2 separate regions of the Mus musculus genome follow, and region 2 is linked to region 1. The links are chromatin contacts, called in public promoter capture Hi-C maps. All regions are on one chromosome and are shown on one strand. Each heading gives the region's core, a stretch centred on a gene start, on an enhancer-like site or on the middle of the called end of the contact. The rest is flanking DNA. Distances are from core to core; before and after follow the strand shown. Region 1 holds the start of Fam162a (family with sequence similarity 162, member A). Region 2 overlaps Ildr1 (immunoglobulin-like domain containing receptor 1).

The links. Promoter capture Hi-C pulls out the DNA fragments that hold promoters and counts their contacts.
Region 2: a contact with region 1 is called in a promoter capture Hi-C map of embryonic stem cells, with 4 times the contacts expected there. The contact joins the enhancer-like site here to the promoter of Fam162a in region 1. A contact is called at or near these places in 8 of 39 promoter capture datasets (3T3-L1-derived adipocytes, the C10 cell line, the HPC-7 cell line and 3 more), 1 of 15 datasets of contacts at CTCF or cohesin (large pre-B cells), 8 of 484 Hi-C or Micro-C datasets (B cells, embryonic stem cells and granulocyte-monocyte progenitors), 22 of 115 datasets of contacts at active chromatin or transcription factors (the 230-238 cell line, acute myeloid leukemia, bone marrow-derived dendritic cells and 11 more) and 1 of 9 other capture datasets (macrophages).

What each region holds. Positions count from the first base shown.
Region 1 is chr16:36,068,871-36,075,490 of GRCm38.p6, reverse strand. Fam162a (family with sequence similarity 162, member A) reads left to right here and starts at 3,930. Exons shown (of 5, transcript NM_027342.2): 1 at 3,930-4,021. The coding sequence starts at 3,988. It overlaps Ccdc58 (coiled-coil domain containing 58), which reads right to left and starts at 3,831. Exons shown (of 5, transcript NM_198645.2): 1 at 3,354-3,831. The coding sequence starts at 3,404.
Region 2 is chr16:36,718,687-36,725,857 of GRCm38.p6, reverse strand. Ildr1 (immunoglobulin-like domain containing receptor 1) reads right to left here. Exons shown (of 8, transcript NM_001285788.1): 6 at 4,189-4,320; 7 at 3,179-3,975; 8 at 1-341. The coding sequence ends at 300. Among named protein-coding and RNA genes, the nearest start is that of Ildr1, 28 kb to the right of the region's middle. Within about 2 kb of position 3,642, at least 20 of the 459 cell types and tissues checked have an H3K27ac peak or open chromatin away from gene starts, as enhancers often do. A contact at or near this core is called in differentiating embryonic stem cells and embryonic stem cells, where this site is marked.

The sequences.
Region 1 (6,620 bases), core at 2,681-5,180:
TGCCCGGCCTAGGGATACCCACATGCCATGCCAAGTCCTTAGAGCTTAGATTCTAAATTCAAAAGAGGACACAAAAGTGACTAATGAGACTTACCCTAAAGCTGCAAAAATCACAAGTCCCACATGCCCTTGACTCCTAAGTGCTGAGATTAAAGTTGTGAGCTACCATGCCCAGCACGTGTTTTTCTTGACCAGCCCTTGACTGTGTTTCCCTAAGAGTCAAAATTTTCAAGTTTTTGTAATGCTGGTAATAAAAAAATACACTGTGCTTACAGTCAGAAGTGTATCAGATATCACCATGTACAGAGTGTACCTGACAATGGTAATAAATGACGGTTACTGGTTTATGTATTTATCATGCTATTCCTTCCATCATTACTTTAGCATATTTTCCTTCTACTTAGAGCAGCTTCATAGATCTCCTGTTTACTGCATCCCAATTGCATCATGAGGCCATGACAGGGATTGGCTTAAACCTAGATAAGGTTTAATTACTGTTCATATTTGCACAACATAAAATCACTTGTAAGACATTTCTCAGAATATATCCCCATTATTAAGCAATGCATGACTGTACAGGAAACATTTTGCCTGTGTGCAATTAACTCTGCCTAGAATTCAACTGGTATTATCTAAGGCTCAACTCAATTATGACCTCATTTTCTTTCTTTTTGAGCTCTCCCACACTAGCTCCAGAGTCGTTCGTCTTCATGTTTAAATCCTCACTTAAAGCTCCGCATCTCATACCCTGTCCACCATAGTATCTCCCAGAGCCTGGGAGCTGGAGGATACTGGTAGTGACCAAACTGTTCACCCTGAAGTGCATGGGAAAGTCCCAAGTCCTTGTAGGCAAGGCTTTTGGGAATGAAAGTTAAATGGAGGTCACAACCAGGCACCCAAAATACAGTTTCAGCTACTTGAGAGGCAGTGGCAGGACTTCTTGAACCAGGGTTACCGGGGCCAGCCTCCACAACATAGTGAGATCTTGTCAAATACATACATACACAAACAGATACACAAATGGAGGTCAGCAGGGCAGGAACCCTAATCTGCCACAACTGGGGTCCTCATTGGAAGAGGAAGAGATATGAGTGACATTGCTCCAACTGCAGAGGAAAGGTGTGAACACACAGTGAGAAAACAGCCTGCATGCCAGGAAAAGACCTCACCAGAAGCCAACCCCAACACAACCCTAATCTTGGAATTCTGGCTTCCAGGACTTTAAGAAACCACATTTCTGCTGTTTAAGTCACTTAGGACTGTAGTATTTAGTTACGGCTGCATGAACAGGCTAAAAATGTACCCAATAGCTGGGCGTGGTGGCATATGCCTTTAGTCCCAGCACTTGGGAGGCAGAGGCAGGAGAATTTCTGAGTTCAAGGCCAGCCTGGTCTACAGAGTGAGAGTATTCCAGGACAGCCAGGGCTACACAGAGAAAGCCTGTCTCAAAAAACCAAAAAATAAAAAATGTACCCAGTAAATTGTTGATTATATGTTAAAATGAGATTTGAAGCATCCAATTTTAAACTTTTTAAAAAATTCTATTTAGCTTTGGAAATAGGATGTTTTCTGGGAATGCTACAATGAAGGGGAATGCAAAAAGTTCAAAACTCTTTAAAAACCTTTTAAGCTTAAAATACATAGTTGTGTGAAAACAACATTAAGAATTACTAATAGTTGGAACTTGACAGAAAGTGACAGGGATTGCATAGGAAAGCCCATGAGAAAACTTTTGAAAATAAAAGGATCAATTTTGATGTTGACATAAGTCTGCCTTAAGAATATGTCCATGAAACTAGGAGGAGCATTTGTAAATACCTGTGCCCTGCATCATATGCAAAATATAACCCTCCAAATAGTAAACAAGTCCGGAACTTCATTCAATTTGCATGCAGCATATTTAAAAGCACTCATTTGTTTCAAGTGACTTTAAAAACCCTTTTTTTTGTTTGTTTGTTTGGTTGGTTGGTTGGTTTGTTTGGTTTTCTTGGTTAGGATACCTACATACAAAGTGATCTAACAACTCTTGAGAATATTAATTTTGTTTAGTAATTTGTGAGAATTCCAGTCAACCATGTTTTTCATAATTTTACCAAATTCATCTAAATGTAAATGCCATAGTAATGTTTTACATTGTTACAGTACCTTCATGTATGTTCTGGTTCTATCTGTGAAGGAGTGGGAACAAAAATTAATGCCTATTTACAAAATTAAAACATATGCTAAGACTGGTTCTGGGTAAACAAATCTTTTGATTTTTTTTTTTTTTAAACTCACAGATTCATTAGGTCTTTTGGCCAAGGGGCTGGAGAGATGATGGTTCAGTGGATAAGAGTATCTGTCTGTTCTTGCAGAGGACTCAGGTTCAATTCCTAGCACCCATATGGCAACTTGCAAAAGTTTGTAACTTCAGTCCTAAGAGATACAATGCCCTCTTTTGGCCTCTGCAGCTAATGCACAGATGTGGTGCACAGAAATACATGCCCACAAAACACCGATGCCCATAAAAATAAATGTTAAAAAAATACTTTTGGCCTAATTATTTACCAAATAAATCAATTTGGTGAGGTTATCTTCAAGAATACCACTACCTACAAGCTACTCAAAGTATTACGGTTACTACAGATAGGGAAATGACATGTTTAACAAATTTTACTATCTCTACTTAAAATACACTTTTAAAGGTCATGTTTTTTTGTTTTTTTGTTTTTTTGTTTAGCTTCAACTCTAATTTAATAGCAGAACCATCATTGTGAATTGATCAACATCCGGATCGTTATTCTTGAATTCTTGGTTAACTATTCAACCTTTGAAATTTTTAGTACCAAAAAAGACACATATTTGACTTAAGTGTTACACCTTCTCTCGGGATCAAGAAGGCGATAGCACAGACCAAGTATTTGACTTAACCCTCCCCCAAGCTTCCAAATATTCATTGTATCGCACCACACACATAAAAAGGCACTATGCCAAATACTTTATCAAGTACACAAGGTCTCTTTCACTTTTTCTCTCCCACAAAATCTCAACTTAGAAGTAGGGGAGTTTTGGTAGAAGCTGGGAATGAAGTTCGGAGAACTACTGAACTATTAACTATCCCTACCCACAGCTTCAGAGCTCGGCCTGACCGCTCCAGAATGACCCGGTGAGCCTCCGGCACCTCCTACGCTGAGCACCTCCGCTTTCCAAGGCCACCCCCAGCCCCCATGACCTCCAAAGGCTCCCCTATAAAAAGCTCTGAGCAACTTGCTTTTCCTACAGTTTGTCTATCCTCCCTTCCCGGACCAAAGCACCGACTGGGACGTGGGGACAAAAGGCTGGACAAGCTTGCCACGTGTGGAAAACCTCATCACCTGGAACTCGGCGAACTCTTCACAGTTCACACTGCCACTGGGCGCCGCCATATTGAACGAACACGAGGACCCCCGCAGCCGACCAATCACCGTGGAGCAGAGGTGTCCGCGGTGCTGCCTGACAGCAAATACCGTGAGCCCGGGCGGTTGCCTTTCCTCTCGCTAAGCCTAGAGCATCGGGTTGCTAATGAGGGATGAGCCCCTCGAAGAAGCGTCGAGAAACTAACGGCGTTTGGGGAGGTGAGGGTGGGCAAGCGGTGAGAATGACTAGATGTTTTTAAAAACATAGCTAAGTGGAAAGCAGGCTTCCTTCGGGCATTCCCGAAGCCCGGACGCCATAGGGCCCTGGTCCCGAGTCCCTCCGCGTGTGTGACTCGCTTGCACAGTCCTAAAACACTACTCAGCGCTTCGCAGTTGGCAGACATCGCCCTCCCTCCTCCGCCTTCATCATGCCCGGGCAGGCAGGGCGTTTGGCCGCATCCTCCGCTCGTCGCGCACGTCCCGCACGCCCGCTGCGTCACGCCGGCACGCCCCGCCCACCCCGCCAGCGCCCTCCCCACGCGGGCCCTTGGTGACATTGAGCGCCAGCGCCGCGGCCGCCGTGGGGTGCTGTGCGTCGGCGGAGCGGGTGGCCATGTGGAGCCTCGGCGGCCTGCGCCTGGCGGCTGGTGAGACGCGGGTCTGCGGGCGGCAGGAGGGGGCATCGCCGGTGGGGGTGTCCTGCTTACTGCAACCGTGTGAGGACCGCAGCGCCTTAGCAGACGCGGGGGGCTGGCCGAGACCCTGGTATCTGGCGCTCATTCACGCAGCTCCCATCTTAAGTTAGTGCCTTGATGCCTCCACCTGGTCCCCATCCTCCTGTGAGCTCCTATTAAGAGTTATCCACGGAAGTAATGCTTTCCACCCTGACTTTCTCCTATCCGTTATTCTACTTGTGCCTTCCTACTTGTCCCTCCCTCTTTAGGTGAGGGACTCAAAGATCTCACAGAATACGAGTAATTGTTGCCTTAAGTTGTGGGTGGTAGTACATACTTTTAAACAATAGTGCGGTAAGTGCCGGGACTCTCTTAGGGGAAAGTGTTATGCTAATAACGTAAGGTCTATAGCCTGTTTTCTCAGTAAACATTGGAGCGGTTGAGTGTTTTGGAGTCTGGTAACGTGAACGTATCCCGCCTCGGGGAAATCTAGAGAGCCTTGAATTATCAAGTTGAGAAATCAGAGAGTTTGCAGCTTGTATCTTGAGGGTCTTTAGAGGGTAGCTTACCTTTTGATCATCTTTATGAACTTTCATGATCTATCCTTTGTTCCATGGCATCAAATTACTACAGAGTTGTTAAATTTTTAGAGAAAGAATAGCTCCACGTTTTGTTATTGGAGTAATGTATATTGTAAATGTAATTGAAGCAATGCAAAAAAAAAAAAATAGTACATGGAGAATAGTTGCGTAAAGAGTAGCCGGTGAAGAGGTTAGATTTTACCGACTGAAAGACCTTTCAATGGGTCAGCATTGCTTACACCCTTAAAAACTCACACCCACTCTGCTCTAGAAAGAAAACGGAGAAAGAGAAAAAGCACTCATTCTTTTACTGGTTTTGATTTGTATCAGTTAAGATCTAATCATCTAAAATCTCGATGTGCATGTTTATTAAGTATTACAAAGTTTTCAAAAGAGCAAGCAAAAGAATCAGCAACCTGTGAGTTATGTGAAAGTCACTTAAACACTGGCAGTAGTTACTTTTCTAGACTGTAGCACACGTCATGGAAAGCTAAAGTGTCTTGGAAGATTTCTGATGTTTTGGAACTTCTCTGCTGGGCCTCTAACCAAGACAGACTTCCTTGCACAATTTAACAACAATTTTACTTCCGATGGGGAATGTTTTAATAGCACACCAAGGATGTTATGGGCAACGACTGCCAGGTGATCTGTGAGTGTCTGGTGTGTTGTGAGCACCTTCCAGTGATTTCTTTTACTTTTACCTATTTTATTAATAAAAGCGCTTTCTGATTTACATTATCTGATTTCTACAGCGCCCCCCTTGAATCTTATTCCCTCCTGTCTTTATAAATAAACATAAATCACAGGGCTAAATAACTTGTGTAGCACCACCTGGTGATAAAAGTCAGCACCAAAGGAGGGCAGTGAGTTTGTGTTATCCGAGTTCCTTGCTGCTGTTGATGCTGCTGCTGGAATATGCGCATGTGTAAGTTAACCATCTTATAGCCAGATGGAGCTTTTTTGTTTTCTTTTGGGACATTCACTATGTAGCTCCGGCTGCCATGGACCTCACTATGTGGACCAGGCTGGTCTCACAGATACCCTCCCCGGTGCAGCTGGGGCTCCTTAAGGTGAAATGCAGATGTGTTTGTGAGGTGGACATACACTTTCATACACAAATGGACTTTCAAGAACCAACTGCGATTTGATAAATAACATTGACCAAGTGTGTGGCAGCTCAATTAGAAATGTAATCTAGGCATTGTTTTCTTATTCAGAATACTATTCAGAATAAGGTCCTCAATTTAAGCAGTGGAGCTGTGCGTAACCGCTTCCTTTGGAACTCCTGGGTGGACTCCCTTCGCAAACAGCCTAGAGGGTTTATGGGCTTTAGTTGCTTGTTGCATGAATGTAGTTGTAGATAGATGCAGGTCAAAGTTGTTACAGAATTGCTACAGGTGAGAGGTCTTGTGAGCTTCTGAAATCATGTTCTGACGTTTATGATCATGTACTAGGAAGAGGGACCGAGGCTTAACGTCCATATCCCAGCAGTGCCGGTTCTCTTAAGAAGCACAACTGTTAAGACTCCGAGGCTAACTAGCTTCTCACCCACCCTGCCATGACTTCCATTAGCATCAAGATTAGCTTTGCCATAGAGTTACTAAGTTCTCAGCTCTTACAAGTATCTGTTAGTACATATTGTTTCGATGGAAGGACTCTAGGAAATATCTTGGATTAAGCAAATATAAGGTAAGTTTTCACATCTCTTTTCTCCTGAAAGCTGAATAAAATAGATACAACTTTTAAGATATTGTATCTTTATTTAGATGTGTGTTGTATGTGGAGTCTGTGTACACATTTTGTGCCCGGGTGAAGGCCCAAGAAGGACATGGGTTTCCTGCTCCATCACCCTACTTTATTCCCTCACTGAGCCTGGAACTAGGCTGGCAGCCAGCAAACCCAGAGATCCTCAGGTCTCCACCCCTCACCGCGCTGTTCCTTACAGCACTAAGGAGCCACACCTGGCTCCTTACGTAAGGGTAGAGGAGTCA
Region 2 (7,171 bases), core at 2,393-4,892, 650 kb before region 1:
CTTGGTCCCGAGCACCATGACCTACTGGACCACTTTGGGCTACTGTGTCCCTGAGGGATCCTATCCTAGCTAGGAGCCCTTACAAGTCAGAGATCATGTAATAGACAGAGGGCATGAACAAGGGGGAAAGCTTGCTATTAATTCCACAAACACCTGTTTTGAAAACTCTTCTATTTGATTCTTAGAATCTAAACCCAAAACTGTGAGACACAGATGTATAGTGTCCCTCCCAAGGCAGCTGGAACTCTTGATAATGCTGAGGACATGTATGATCCAAGAAGCAGTATGGTGCCTGGAGACTAAATGACCACACTCCGTCCACTATGGGAGCTCTCTCTCTCCTGAGGAACAAGAACACAAAAAACAACATTCAGCTCAAATCTATAGCCCACATAGGCAATTCCCAAGGTGAGCTGGTCTAACCCACTAAGTAGTGGTTGCTTGTATTTCTTCCTTGACCTTTCGCGGGGCCATTCTTTTTCCTCTCAATGGCCTTCCTCCAACACTGTGGATTTCCCAAAGTTTCTAATCTTATTTGCTCCATTCTATCACTGTTGTTTTTGTAATAATGCCAGTCTTCAGTGGACTGAAGAAAGGACCCGCTCTCTTCCCACTTCCCAGTTCCTCTCTACTGACCGTGAAGACAGCTCGGTTCCTGGTTACACTCTGAACCATTGCTCTCCACCCCCTTCATTAGCTCCATACTTCAGTGTTCCTCTAGAGTTATCTTTCACACTTTTCCCGAACAAACTCAATGGCTTTTCTTCAAAGGATCTCTTGTTATTTGTGGGTCTGTTTGAGTTCTGTTGTTGTTGTTTTCTCATTGGATATGTTTCTCAAACCTCTCCATGCATGTTGGGGAGGGGGGGTCATTTGGCTACATTTCTGAAATTCTACAGCTGGAGTTCAGAAATGAGAACACCCTTTCCTGTAATGAACAGTCCCAAAGACATTGTGTAGGCATGTGCATCATACTGCTTCAAAAAATGTGTTTCTTATGATCAGGAAAGGACTCGTTAAGGGCCAAGGTTTCTAATTGGAATACTCTGGGGTAAATGCTCTCTGCAACAGAAGACAACAATGAGAAGAGACAAAGGGACTCTGTTCAGGGAGACCTGGCATGATCAAGGGATACTCAAAGTAGAAGACTGCAGGTCCCAATACGACATTTTTTATTAATAAAGAACTTAAGGATATACTATATATATATATATATATTACCTGGTGTTCACTACAGGTTAGCCCAGAAACAAACACCATGGCTTTCTCCTCTCTAGAATCGATTTATATGGGCCAAGTTTTGAAGATGCCAGAGTGTCTTGGAACTCATTCTATTAGGTCAAGATTGGAAAGAGAGATAGTCTAAAGGAGGTTAGAAACACAAGGATCATTCAGCCTGAAGCCACTGGAGTAGAAAGCTTGAAGTTCCTGCTTCAATTTGACTGCATGCAAGGCTTCTAATGAGTGAGCACTCACCCTAAGTCAGCTGAGCAGGTACTCCCACAGACAGCAGAAGGTCTGTATTTCTCTGGGCTCTGAGCAGAGAGAACATCTTCCCTATTTTGGATTAGCAGGCAGTTGTGTGCACAGAAGCACTAGTTTGTGTGTATTTGTTAAGCACTACCCTTGAAAGGCTCCATGTGAGCCTAAAAACATTTAGTTTGTCTCCTATTTCTCTGAGTATTTGATGAAGTATTTTAATGAATCTTTTTGTTCTTTTAATGAGAGGACCAGAGAAACCACAAGTGACACGTAGACAAAAGTCACCATCTAGTGGCCTAACTGCACAGTGTTGAAAATGTCAAGCTCCAGTGCTTTCAGAAACCTGTGCAGGAAGCACTTGGCGCCATCACCGAGCCTCTTCATAACAGTAAAGCTATAAAGGCAACAAGCTACACCCTTCAAATGAACTAATCTGCAAACTCAGCTTTGGTCCTGGGCCTATGGGCAGTATCAGACTATAAAAAGAAGGTTTAATGCAATTCAGTGATATATCTAGAAACCAGACTCAGACCCCAGTCAATGGGGGATTTTAAAATTATTTTAGACAAAATCTTTCAAAGACAACTTTATAAATGAAAATGGTAGTAGAATGACTTCTTGTGCACATCTTGATGATTTTAAAAAAAAAGTACTGATGCTCGGGAAAATTTAGGAAGCCGTAGTCACTAGAAAGTGTTATGGATCTCAACTTCTGTCTAAGGAAACTGTGGGTTACCAAAAAGGCTTGAGAACCAGAGGACTGTGTTCAAACACGGGCTTCTTTTTCTATTGCTCTGTGCTTTGCCCTTGTTCTTCAACCTTTCTGAGCCTTGTGAGGACCAAATGAATCAGGACTGGCTCAGTGTCTAGAGCGTGTCTTGTACCCTTCCCTTAGATTCTAAGGCTTAGAAGGGCTGCATACTTTAACTGGAGGGAAATAAAGAAAAGGGAAAAAAAGTAACTTAGAGGAAAGTGGGGCTCAGATGTTGAGCCAAAAACTTGAAAATCATATATTTTTTTCTGCTAAAAAGAAGAGGCATACTTAGTCACTACATGAGAAAGGGGGGGAGAGAGGGGCAGGGGTACTGTAGACATGTATCCTCCAGTGTTTCCCCTTTAGAGTGCTAAATAATGACTGGCATCTTCAAGGTTCACAGCACTCTAAAGTTTTACTCATTAAGTGGGATGCCCAGGTCTGTTTTCATTAGTCTGATGAGCCTTCCCCGGCACACCAGGAAGCCCTCATCCTCTCACACAGCACAGTTGCTGCTCACTTAAACATTCACAACTCCTCTTGCCTGTTTCTAACTGGGCCTGTGAGAAAAAAGGTTGCCAAGTCAACATCCAGTCCTGCAGCTGAGACCGGAGGACCAGCTCCCCACCACGGGGTTGGGGGTGGGGTGCTTAGTCATTCTGAGCCTTAGTTCTTTACTGTCCTTACCAGCAGAGCCCTCCTGACCTGCCTCCAAGGGCAGAGAACATGGCTAAAGTCACACACGCTGGGGCAGAGAAGATCCAGTGCAAGCTCTGGGCCTCTTCTGTACCCTGCACTGACTAGGCCCTTTCATTCTAAGAAAAAGTAGTACCTCAGCCTGCCGGGACAGTTATGCAGGACTAGGAAAACCCTGCTGGGCCTGTGTCAGCTGAGGAGCCTCTCTGATCCTGCCCGACCCTCCACAGGATGCCCCAGGCTCACCAAGCGCCTCTCCACATTCCCTTTTTTCCTGTTGTTCTTGCCTGGAGTCACATCCAGTGAGCGGTAGCTGGGCGGCTTCTCCTCAGGCCAGTTTGGAGACTGTGAGCGGCGGCGGCGGTGATGGTGACGTCGCTGGGCACCCCAGTTCCTGGGCAGCGACTCTTTCTCCTCTTCAGAGCTCCAAGAGCTGGGGCCCGAGGGTAGAGGAGGCGAGTAGCTGCGATGCCTGCGTCTCTCACGTCTCTGGGCGCCTTCCCTGGGCTCTGGTCGTCTGGGGGGCCAAGGAGCCTCACTGGATGAGGGACATTCGCTCAGGCTGTCCCAGTCTGACCAAGGCATGGATGACTCGCTGGGCCTAGAGCGGTGGTGTCTCCCACTCCAATGGGGGTCCAGCTCCCCTCTCCCCGGGGCCCAGGGTCTCATCCCCTGGTCCTGGAGCTCTCGGAGGAAATCGGAGTGATGGCGCTGCCTCGGGCGCTCACTCAGATCGCAGTGTCTGGAAGAAACAGCATTGAGCCGCTGCTGGTGTGAGGGGTTGCTGGTCCTGGAGGACGGTGGGTCTCTGATTAGTGGGGGCAGGTGGATGACTCTGCGTTCCACAACCTCTGCGGAGCCCAGGGAGGAGAGCATGCTGCAAGGGTGGCCAGATTTGGCTCTGAGATCCGCAGGCAGAGGTTGGGCTGGGTTGAGGTTCCGCAATTCTTTCTCCAAATATTCCAGGACACCATTAGCCACCGGAGGGTGAGCAGCCATCTGGGTCATTGGCATCTGTGGAAGGCTGGACTGTAAGGACAGATCTGAATGGAAACAAGGATGGAGCACACTGAACTGCTGGTCCCAAATACCCTCCTAGGAACCAGGGCATCAAAATGTCACGTTAGTAAGCAGGATTGCACTCCCTCCCACCCTCCATCGAAAGACACCCGGTTAGTGCGCATGCTTCTTGGCAGACGGCACCTCTGCCCTCACCCTCTGCCCTCCCCGTCCCATGACTTTCTGGCAAAGTTTACCTCGCTGCAGCAGCGGGTTCATTGCATAAGATGAAACTTGGGAGCTCCTGTCCGCCCCCCAGTACAGGGGTTTTTCCATCATCTGAGGACCTAGGGCCTGAACCTGCTTCATGTAGCGGTGGCGGGCCAGGGCTGCAAGGGAAGAAGGAGAAACGCAGACCCTTAGCCAGCCGGAGTCCCACACCTCCTACTTGGTCTGTGCTTCCAGCTTCTCGCCTTGGAGCCCGTTCTTACCTATCTTGCAGGGAAACAAGAGTTTAGGGGCTGTATCTTTAGCAAGGAGCTGTGTTTCCTTGTTATAGACCCCATCTCTCACACCCCAGGAAAGTTTACTTTAAAACTTTAAAACAACAACAACATTCTAGCCTCAAAACATGTCCTCATGTTACTAGCTCTCCACATCACCCAAAGGGCATAGGCTGTCAATCAAACTTCAGGTCACACAGAAATACCCCACATAGTAAGGCTTAGAGGAGGCTATGAACCAGCCTGGCAGCTCTTGAGCCTGCAGGGCAAACTCAGGGCCATCTGTTCTGAGGGGATGAACACAACTGTGGTGTATCCCTTAAGCATGTTTCTAACTGGAATACCAGCCCCGGGTGGGGGAAAAACAAAACAAAACAAAACAAAACAAAAAAACAAAAAAACAAACCAACCAACCAACCAAACAAACAAAAAAACCTCATGGGACGAGGGCCAGAGACACACAAAGCTGAAGTGAGTTAAAGCGGATCCTTTCTATTCTTCTCCTTAACTAGCTGCTGGGGTTCCCCCCAGTTAGGGGTGGGCCAGGCAAATAACAGGGCAATACTCCCTTCCTGGGGGGACGGGCCAAAAAAGCAGCACAAAGGGTCTCTGCAATGTCATTTCAGTCCCCTAGGTGCAGCTGTGCTGAAGCACACAATCTGCAGAGAATGCAATTAAAATTTTGCTCTTGGTCCTGAGTTTCCATTTTGAAACTCAGGTGATTGTGGCTAAGTACCATTTGACTCCCAAAGACTCTGCCTAGCCACGAGTGGAGCAGATGCACACTGCTAAACACACTGTGACAGGCTTCCACCCCGGTAGTCTCACAGACATCAGGGTGTGCTGTAAAACGGCACGGCTCTGCCCAGAAGAATAGGGCAGAAGGCGCGTGTTCTGTACCCAGCTACATAGTGTCTGCTGAGGCCACTGAGGAGCTATCTTCGAACACAATAGGAAGTGGTTGCCACAGAGCCCCCAGAAGTGTCCGGAGCTCCAGCCCCGTTAATGAGTCACAGCCCTGCCAGGAAGAAATCAAATGCACTCAAAGTAGTTCCTAGAGCTGCCACATCTTAATACCAACCCACAGCACTCCAGTCTCAAAGGAGACAGGAGCAGGGGCCTATTAGCCCCTTCTACTGGCCACCATCAGCATAGCACGCTAATCCTTCTCACCCAGCTCTTCTCTGTGTTTTCAAACAGAATCTTACTCCATAGCCTAGGCTGGCATCAAACTTAAGGGTCTTCCTGCATCACCCACTGAGAACTAAGATTACAGGCAGGGGCCACCACGCCTGGCCTTGAGATGTCTTTTAATGTGAGGAATAGAAGAAGCTGAGAGCACAGAAGTTGTATTCCAACTCAACATCCCACAGTGAGTGCAGATGCCTCTTCTGTCAGCTTAGAGCCAGCTGCTTAAAGATTCAAGACAATTCTGAGAAATGAAGCCGCCAAGGTCAGACTTGCTTAAACCAAGGTTTTGAGGACCAGATGGGACTTCAACCATCCAGGCTACTCAAGCTGCGTGACTTGGAGTTTTCAGAGACTCCGGGCTAGACAGATCTTTTGCAGAGTTGCTGCCGTTAAATGAGGCAAACACCATGGAATGCCCAACAGGTGAGTCAGTAGAGACCCTCATTTTTATCATAATAAATTGTTTCTTTCGCCTTAGCTCCAGGAGAAACACAGATGTAGAGTCTTTGTCTCTGAGGGAAAAGACGGAGTATAATGTTTAAGGCTTCTACCAGGGACAGAAATGATAACATTTTATCTGCTTCTGAAACCTATACTTCTTTCCCAGGGTCCCTGGACACTTTCCAACTTCCCTTGCCCATGACTGGTTACCACTCCATACCTCCACCTCTCTGCTGTCACAGAAGCCGGCCTATTCTTTACTCTCCTTTTACCTCATGGCCTCTCTGTCCTTCGCCTCAGCAGCCTTTGGGAATGCCAACCCCCTTTGAACTCTTGCCATTTTAGCTTCAGGAAACCACCAGCAGCGGCAGACATTCTGGCCCTGGCAAAGCAATGGGACTTTAAGGCTGGGCTTTCTCTGGGGGATCACTCCACTGAACGTGCCTTTCCTCTTCCTAGTCTCCCCATTGCTTGGGTCCCCTTGAACTTGTGGTAGATTACTTCTGCTTTGATAAGGACAGGAACCAGCCTGCACAGGAAGCCAGTAGCTATGGTTCTAGATCACCAAGGTCTGTGTAACTGGAAGAATCTCTCCAGTCCTCACTCTCTCCTGCTATACAGAGATTCTCTGGGGGAGGAGTGGCCGGTAACTCAGAGACAAGAGAAATTTCTCTAATTCTTGTAGGAAAAAAAACAAAAAACATAGGCTCAGTTCCAAAAACTTTCATCTTTAAGTCCTAAGAGGGTTGTTTACCAATACTTGGTGGATTATCTGGATCTACTAAAAGCTAGCACCAATTAATTGTTCTCTCTAACCTCCTCTTACAGCTCAGGAAGGTGAGAACTGACTGGGGACATGGGCTGTGGTGTTCAAGATCTGTGACATCCTTCCAAAGGCTTCCTTCTGCATCTAGCATATTATTTGTTTGTTTATGATACTGTGGTTGAGCCCAGGGTTCTCAGGAAAGCCACTGAACTATGTCTCCAGCTCTGTGCTTTGATTTGCAGAAACCATGACAGGCTGTGGGCTCCCTCATACACTGACTGTCCCCTAGATGTAGTGACCTCTCTCTTCAGGTCAGGCTGCCTACATACTCTGGTCTCT